Linked DNA regions of Triticum aestivum: region 2 is linked to region 1. Evidence: chromatin contacts called from public Hi-C data. All regions are on one chromosome and are shown on one strand. Each heading gives the region's core, a stretch centred on a gene start, on an enhancer-like site or on the middle of the called end of the contact. The rest is flanking DNA. Distances are from core to core; before and after follow the strand shown.

Region 1 (3,939 bases), core at 634-3,133:
TCCGCCTCCCGGGTTCCGAGTTCTTGCCCCCTTCTTCCCTCGCTCTCTCGTGCGTGAGTGAGCGAGAGCTTGCGAGGGGCTGGGTGTGTGGGGGTGCGACAGGGAGAGGGACAGGGGCGATGTGTAATGGAGGGGTTTAATTTAAAGCCCTGAGCAAACCATGGTTAGGTTAGAGAGGTGCGAGGGGCGCGTGAGCTGGGATTGGCCGGGGCAACGTGTGTGCGTGCGAGGGCCTTCTTCCTCCGGCGACCCTCGACTCTCATCTAATTGGATGGCACGGCCTTGTGCGTTTTTCCGCGGGCCTATGCGCAAATTCCCGGCGAACCATGCAGGGGGGCCGCATGTAATTCGTCCACAAGAAAGAAATTATAACGTCGAAGATGACACGATTGGTATATTGTAAAAAATGGCATGATTCAATAAGAAGTCGAAGATGGTACGACCTAGATGGGCAACGAATGACATAAAGATCATCAACTGGAGCGACAGTCAGAACATTACCATGACCACAATGGGAGTGCGGCCATCGGTCGTAGGTGAAACTTACATGCACGAACATAGCACATGCGTTGGTGGAATATGACTGTGGAAACGCTGCACACCCAAACAATCTTGCACTACCGAATCAGGCACCACCCTGCCGACCAGAGATAGGGGAAGGGGGAGGGGGGGTCCATGGAGGGATCAGTTCAACCTCAAAATATGGAGGGTGGATACCGATGATCGGCGGGGGACAACATAGGTCCATGATGACAAAAAGTAACCGTCCCCGGCCACCCCAAGGAGAATGAGGTGATAAGGAAAACATCCAGATCTGTTCAAGGATGGTTGAGGGGGGGGGGTCATGGGAGGGATCAGTTCAATCTCAGAAATATGGAGGTGGATACCGATGATCGGAGGGGGACAACATAGGTCCAGGATGACAAAAAAACCCAGCCCTGACCACCCCAAGGAGAACGAGGCGATAAGGAAAACATCCATATCTGGTCGAGGATGGTTGAGGGGGGGGGGCATGGGAGGGATCAGTTCAACCTCAGAAATATGGAGGTGGATACCGATGACTGGAGGGGGACAACATAGGTCCAGGATGACAAAAAATAACCAGCCCTGACCACCCCAAGGAGAACGAGGCGATAAGGAAAACATCAAGATCTGGTCGAGGATGGTTGAGGGGGGGGGGGCATGGGAGGGATCAGTTCAACCTCAGAAATATGGAGGTGGATACCGATGACCGGAGGGGGACAACATAGGTCCAGGATGACAAAAATAACCGTCCCCGACCACCCCAAGGAGAACGAGGCGATAAGGAAAACATCCAGATCTAGTCAAGGATGGTCGAGGGGGGGTCTACGGGAGGGATCGGTTCAACCTCAGAAATATGGAGGTGGATACCGATGACCGGAGGGGGATAAAAAATAACCAGCCCTGACCACCCCAAGGAGAACAGGCGATAAGGATAACATCCAGATCTGGTCGAGGATGGTCGAGGGAGGGGGGGTCCATGGGAGGGATCAGTTCAACCTTGGAAATATGGAGCTGGATACCGATGACCGAAGGGGGACAAAAAATAACCAGCCCCGGCTACCCCAAGGAGAACGAGGCGATAAGAAAAACATCCAGATCTGGTCGAGGCAGAATACCAGATTCATGTTGTGTTGAGAGGCCACAGACCACCAACACTCCAGCCAAAGGATTACAGAGGCACAGACAGCCGGAAAAGTGCCACCTCTGATGCCGGAAGCACCATGATACACTGCCGGAAGCCATGCCCGCCATTGTTGCCACCAGCAGAGGCCGCAACACATTCACCATGGTGTCCATGGCCAACTAGACCTAACGCACCCAGCAACCAAAAATCGAAGCCATGCGATGATGCCTCGTCGCCGCCGTCCTTGGTTGTTGCGTGGGCTTTCCCGGCGGCGACCTCAGACGGCGCCGAGCAGGAGAGTTGGTAGTGAAAGGAGGGTCGGTGGCGACTAAAGTTAGGGGCATTGCTCGAGTCGCCCAGAGAGAGCGACCCGACTACTTATGCGTGATTGTAGTGTTTTTTTTCTTCTTTTCTCGGAAGGTGTATTGTAATTCCCTTTTTTTCTTCGAGAAAGCTCGTTTTGTGGTTATTACCGAATCGGTAAACACACGCGAAAGAGGACAAAGAAGGCAATGTCATTACCAAAGGTGAGTCCTTGGATTACCGCTAAACCTTATGTAAGGTTTTATCTATGACTAGCATCAATAAGTTTAGCTTGTGTGTTTGCCGAAAGTGTTCTTCTGCTCCCTAGTCCAAATGCACCTGCCATGAACATTAAAAAAACAGTAAATAAAACAAAAGAATTCTGAATAGTTTTTGCAACAAACATTATTGAATGTTCTATGCACGTGATTTTTTAATACAAATCATTCCTAATGCTCTAGACGAAGGAAAATAAATCAATGCTCCAAACCATTCTAAAAAATAATCTTTTTGGAGCATCAATTTTTTTCACCCCGAGCACTAGCAATGTTTTTCATCATGAATTTTGCTCGTATGTAGATAATTCAACAATGTTTAATTCTGGTTTTTTAAAACTATTTATAATGGCACATTTGAGTTCGGGAGCAGAAACTCCATGCCATTGTTTTGTGTAGTTTGCATATGTATTCCCGGTGGTAAAAATTAAGCATGTGAACTAATAATAGTTCTATCAACTTATATAGGCTTGCAATGCTTATGCCATTTTTGGAGTAAATGCAACAGTCATGGCTTTCGAACTCAAATGTGGCATGCGTGGAACAATTCAAATAGCAAAACACTGTTTACACACGACTGAATTTCATTTTCCCTATATAGAAGTTAATACACTATTTCATATAGGAGAGGAAAAAAATCGCTCAGGCTCCCACTCAACATTTTCTCATTTCTCACCCTGTCATGGCTATATTCTTATGCCCCCCTCCCCTACCCCCAACCCAGAAAATACTGCATTGTCATGCACATATTTGCATTAACGAGCGGAATCCCGTTGTAAAATGGCTTCCAGCTAGTTCTTCTTTGTACTCATATTCTTTTTCCCCAGACGATAAGTTACGCCTACCGATTTTCGTCCGTAGTTTTGCATCACCAATCTTATCTCGATCGATCTTCTCCGGGGGGGATAGGCGTCAGTTTTGTTCTTGACATGTATAGTGCGTGGAAAGGCAGCTCGAGCATATCACCGCCCCCACCTGCGGCCATGGGCGGAGCCGAGAAGCGCCGAGCAGGCTTTGGGCTTGTCCGCCACTCAAACCGAACGTTTTTTGTACCTCTACCGTGGGAACGGACGCGAGCCGTTTGGATTTACCGGGGAAGCGTCCCGGCCACAACAAGATTTCTTGTCACCACCCCGTGCCGTGCATGCGGCCATGCACACCCCCATGCAGCCGCGCGCGCGCGCGCTGGGCGGGAGTTCGTGAGGTGCTTGGCCCCCGGTTCAAGTTAGCTAAACCAACGGCGGTGGCGGTCGCTCGGCCCGAACCGCTTTTGTTGCGCTGCGTCTTGCGTGCCGTGCGTGCGTGCGTGCGTGCCATGCACCGGCCTTGGCCCCCGGTTCAAGTAAATTAAACCGGCGGTGGCACGCAGGAACCGGCCGTGCTGGCTGGCCCGGGCGCCGTTGGCGTCGCGGAGGATGGATGGATGGATGCCGTCTAGCCCATGCCGGTTCATCCGCGGGGGATAAGGGATAAGCGTCATGTCCATGGTTTTTCTCTTCTTCTTCTTCTTCTTTACGTGTACGGCGGCGATTGTAAACGTGCGACGCTTTTAGCTGGGTCGCACGGCATGCATGTATCCTACGGTGGCAACAGAGTTAGTTTTAGCTTTTCTTGGTAACGTTACTGTCTTTCTAAAGAGAAAATGAGCTTTGCAAAAGCTCATTTTTCATCTTAGATCTTTCGTACCGCACAAAACGGAAGTATCCCGAATGC
Region 2 (3,939 bases), core at 1,036-3,535, 240 kb after region 1:
CCTCGACACGACTGCTACTTTAGTGGACTGTGCCCGGACCTAACAACCGTACTTTTACAAATCCCACACGAACCACGCTTTTCCTCATAATCAGGGATGCAAAGCAAGCATATTTTCCCGCCAAAAAGAAAAGAAAAGAAGCAAAGCATATTTACTTTCCATCCCATCCCATGATCTTCTAATTTCGACGTTCCATTTCACCACAAAGCCGCTAGCGACACTACTCACTAGCACGCCCTGATGCCCGTATCTTGTGTTGGCGGGCCTGGCATGACCGCGACCGCGTAGGCGAATCCAAGACCCCCGTACGTAGCCTAGCCTGGCGTGTCGCCGGCGCATATGCGCGCGACGGGACGGGAAGGCAGAAAGGACGCAAAAGCGCGCGACAGAACGAGGTGTCACGGCGGAGCTGCGGCGGGGGGTCGACGGCGACGTGCACCATCTGCGGGAAGGAGGACGGAACCTCCGGCCGGTCGTTCTTTATGTATTTTCTCTCTTTTTTTCCAGCTCACGTTGAGACCGACGGATGGATGCCGTCCGTGTCGCGATTAAGTTGGGGCAGGATGTGATGGATGCTTCGCCTAGCGAATCTAGCATCAATGGGTTGTATCGATCGGTCACGTATAAATGCTGCTGCTACTGCTGCTACAAGTTGAGCTGTTTTTTTTTTTTTGTGAAAATCCAAGTTGGACGCTACTAGGACAAGCCACGTACTCCCTTCGTTCCAAAATAAATAATTCAATTTTGCACTAACTTTAATATAAAGTTAGTATAAAGTTGGGCTATCTATTTTGGAACGGAGGGAGTATTATATATACACAGTACCCAGTGATCACGTATGTACAGTACAAATGATCAGCGATGTGTTGCAACTTGCAAGTGTCTACTCTCTCCATCCACAATTACTTGACAAAGAAATTGATGTATCTTAGATGTATTTTAGTTTTAGATGTATTCATTTTTATTTATTTCCGGGACAAGTAATTTCATACTCTTTTTATTCTAAAATATAGTGCGCCCGCGCTTCCCGATGTCCAATTTTTACTATAAATTTAACCAACGAGACCGACTGCGGCGGGAGAAAAAAATTATATAATTGAAAACTTCTTTTGAATACAAATTCACTGGTATAACTTTTGCTCCCGCCGCAGTCGGTCTTGTTGATTAAATTTATGATCAAAGTTGAAGCACGGGAATAGAGGAAACACTATATTTTGAAACGAAGGGAGTACGAAGAAGATGTATTTGGCATGCATTAAATGATGATGCACGTGCGTGCTTGCTCACTGGCTCAGGCAGTCAGAGACAAACGCTGATTAAGAATTAAGATGCAGCAACTCACTCTGTGGGTGGTTGGTGGAAATTCTAGGGGTTCCCGGCGGCGAGGAGACCCTCCGACTAGGAGCAGCCCGCATGGCATCCGCATGGTTGCGACCTCACTCGCTGTCATGGAGGGTGAGGCTGCAGCGCACACCAGCTGACAACGACGTGTGATGAGCCGGCTGAGTTGGCAGAATTATCTGTACACCTCGGCGGAAAAAGGAGAAGGAAAGTGCACCCAAAAGCGCACGGATGCGGGTGGGGCGTCTAGCTCCTGTCTTCGTCTTGACACTGGCTAGCATTTGACTGGACGCTGTGACTCGTGACCGGTAAAAGTAAAACACGGAAGGATTGGGCTGACGACCGACGCACCTAAAGAGTTGGAACGTACGTGCACGGAAGAGAGCAAGATGGAGGAAATAGGTTTCGCGCGCATCATGTCAAAAGTGTCGTTTGAGATAAACCGCTCCTTTAACCGATCAAAGCATAAAATACCCATGCATTCCAACAAAAAAAGTTATTCATGTTTTATTATGCATGCACTATCGACCCACTAATACTCACTCCGTTTGAAAACATAAGTCTTTAGAGATTACAATATATACGAAGCAAAATGAACACTCTAAACTATGTTGTACATCTGTATGTAGCCGTATTGAGATCTAAAAAAAACTTATATTTAGAAATGAGGAGTAGATAATGAGCCCCGTAAAACACTTAAACAAAAGATCTGGCGTAGCATGGGTGCTGCTTACGTGGTTGCATCACGGGCCCCTTCATTTGCATAATTAATCATCGCATGTGGCGGAGAAGGAGTCGGCAAACCGTCCAGACACATGACCGCACGTGGGTACCAAACAGGAAACAACGGCTCGATGGATCCATCCCGCGTAGACGTAGGCGTCCTACTTTAGGTCCACGTACAACGTATCTCCGCGACCAACCGGTCCACACAGAGATCCCGTCTCCAAAAGCAACAGTTTGTCCATCGTAGCCGTCCATCTGTTCAGCGCATTCTGTCTCGGACGTCCACGCTCACACCACGTCTCGCGTGCTCACGTGCTGTCAGACAGGACGGGAGACGGCCACACGAGCGGTCGGCCGGCCTCGCGGTGACGGGGTACTCAGTGGGGACACGAGGCGCAAATAAAAAGTATTCGCTTCATATTGAAATATTTGTTGGATAAATGGATAAAGGCAATTGTATCTAAAACTAAAATATATTTAGATACATCCATTTCTCTGACAAATATTTTCAGACAAAAAAATATTTGATTGTGGATCTTGTTCCATCTCCGAGGACATGTGGAGTTAAGGCATTTTTTCCTTGTGCATCAAAACACGACGAAATATCATGACAATGGGATATGGACTATTTTAACCATCCAATGTCGTGAATCAAACATCTGCGGACAACAAACCTGTTCGACCGACTAAAATTTCACAAACCGAAGACAAACATAGGTTTACACGTGTCCGAACATCCATCACATAGACGCCTGACTGTCCAGTCAGAGCCGACCCTAAGAGCATCTACATCCAGAGATAGCAAATCCATGCCCTCAATCGTCCGTAGACACGTCCGGTCGCGTCCGCGCACACGTCTCATTTGTTGGCTTCCACACCCTCGCCCCTCATATCCGAAACCTAAAAACTATACAACCCATGCAACGCTACATAAAAAGACAATCAACAAAATATAAACTACTAAAAACATAGTTAAAATATAAACACAATAGGGAAGGGCAGAGGAAACCACCATTTCCTTGTCGGCCCCTTCCCCTTCCAGTCGTCGATGCGGTTGTGGCCCTCCTCCGTGTAGGCGTTGGCGTGCGGTGGTGCGTCGTCATTGCTTTCACCTCCTTGCTTGCCTTGCGCTCCGACAACTCGATGGCGAGTCGGAGTGCCTTGGCATTCTTGCGGCAGAGGCGCCGCGCATTCGTCTCCGTCGTTGTGAAAGAGCGGCGCAGGACCGACGCGAGGAGCGCGGCATCGGGATCGACCGTCGTGCGGTTGACGCTTCCCCTGCTGCCGCCCTCTCCGCCGTGCGCTGCCGCTCGCGGCGGGCTGCTCGTGCCTCGAACTCGGGCATCCTCGTGTGCGCTGGCGCTAGCGCGGTCACGCGGACCCAGTAGTGGTCGGGTACCACTTCCGGAACAGATGGTGGTGGTTGTTGGCATAGCTAATGGACGGGGGTGGAGCAGTCGGAGCTTCGCGCCAGGCGGGACAGGTCGGCGACATCGTCGGTGCTGCGTCGACGGGCGACGGGCGCTCAGGAAGAAGATCCGCCGCTACCGACACCGCCTTGCTTGAGCAGGGACCGCCTCAAGGCGATGTGGTGCTCGAGCCGTCGGATTCTCCACCAGAGCCACCGCTGCTTTCGTCGCCTGAAGGAAATATGCCCTAGAGGCAATAATAAAGTTGTTATTTATATTTCCTTATATCATGATAAATATTTATTATTCATTCTAGAATTGCATTAACCGGAAACTTAGTACATGTGTGAATACATAGACAAACAGAGTGTCCCTAGTATGCCTCTGCTAGACTAGCTCGTTAATCAAAGATGGTTAAGTTTCCTAGCCATAGACATGAGTTGTCATTTGATGAACGGGATCA

Evidence for each region. Hi-C and Micro-C count contacts between places; a contact is called where the count stands out from the background.
Region 2: a Hi-C map of leaf shows a contact between it and region 1, with 4 times the contacts expected there. The contact joins the enhancer-like site here to the promoter of LOC123150150 in region 1. A contact is called at or near these places in 2 of 5 Hi-C or Micro-C datasets (both in leaf) and 1 of 1 datasets of contacts at active chromatin or transcription factors (leaf).

The regions. Positions count from the first base shown.
Region 1 is chr7A:182,174,456-182,178,394 of IWGSC CS RefSeq v2.1, forward strand. It overlaps LOC123150150 (phosphatidylinositol 4-kinase gamma 5), which reads right to left and starts at 1,884. Exons shown (of 2, transcript XM_044569955.1): 1 at 1,641-1,884. The coding sequence starts at 1,821.
Region 2 is chr7A:182,410,811-182,414,749 of IWGSC CS RefSeq v2.1, forward strand. No RefSeq gene overlaps it. Among protein-coding and RNA genes, the nearest start is that of LOC123150150, 240 kb to the left of the region's middle. Within about 2 kb of position 2,286, at least 4 of the 8 cell types and tissues checked have an H3K27ac peak or open chromatin away from gene starts, as enhancers often do. A contact at or near this core is called in leaf, where this site is marked.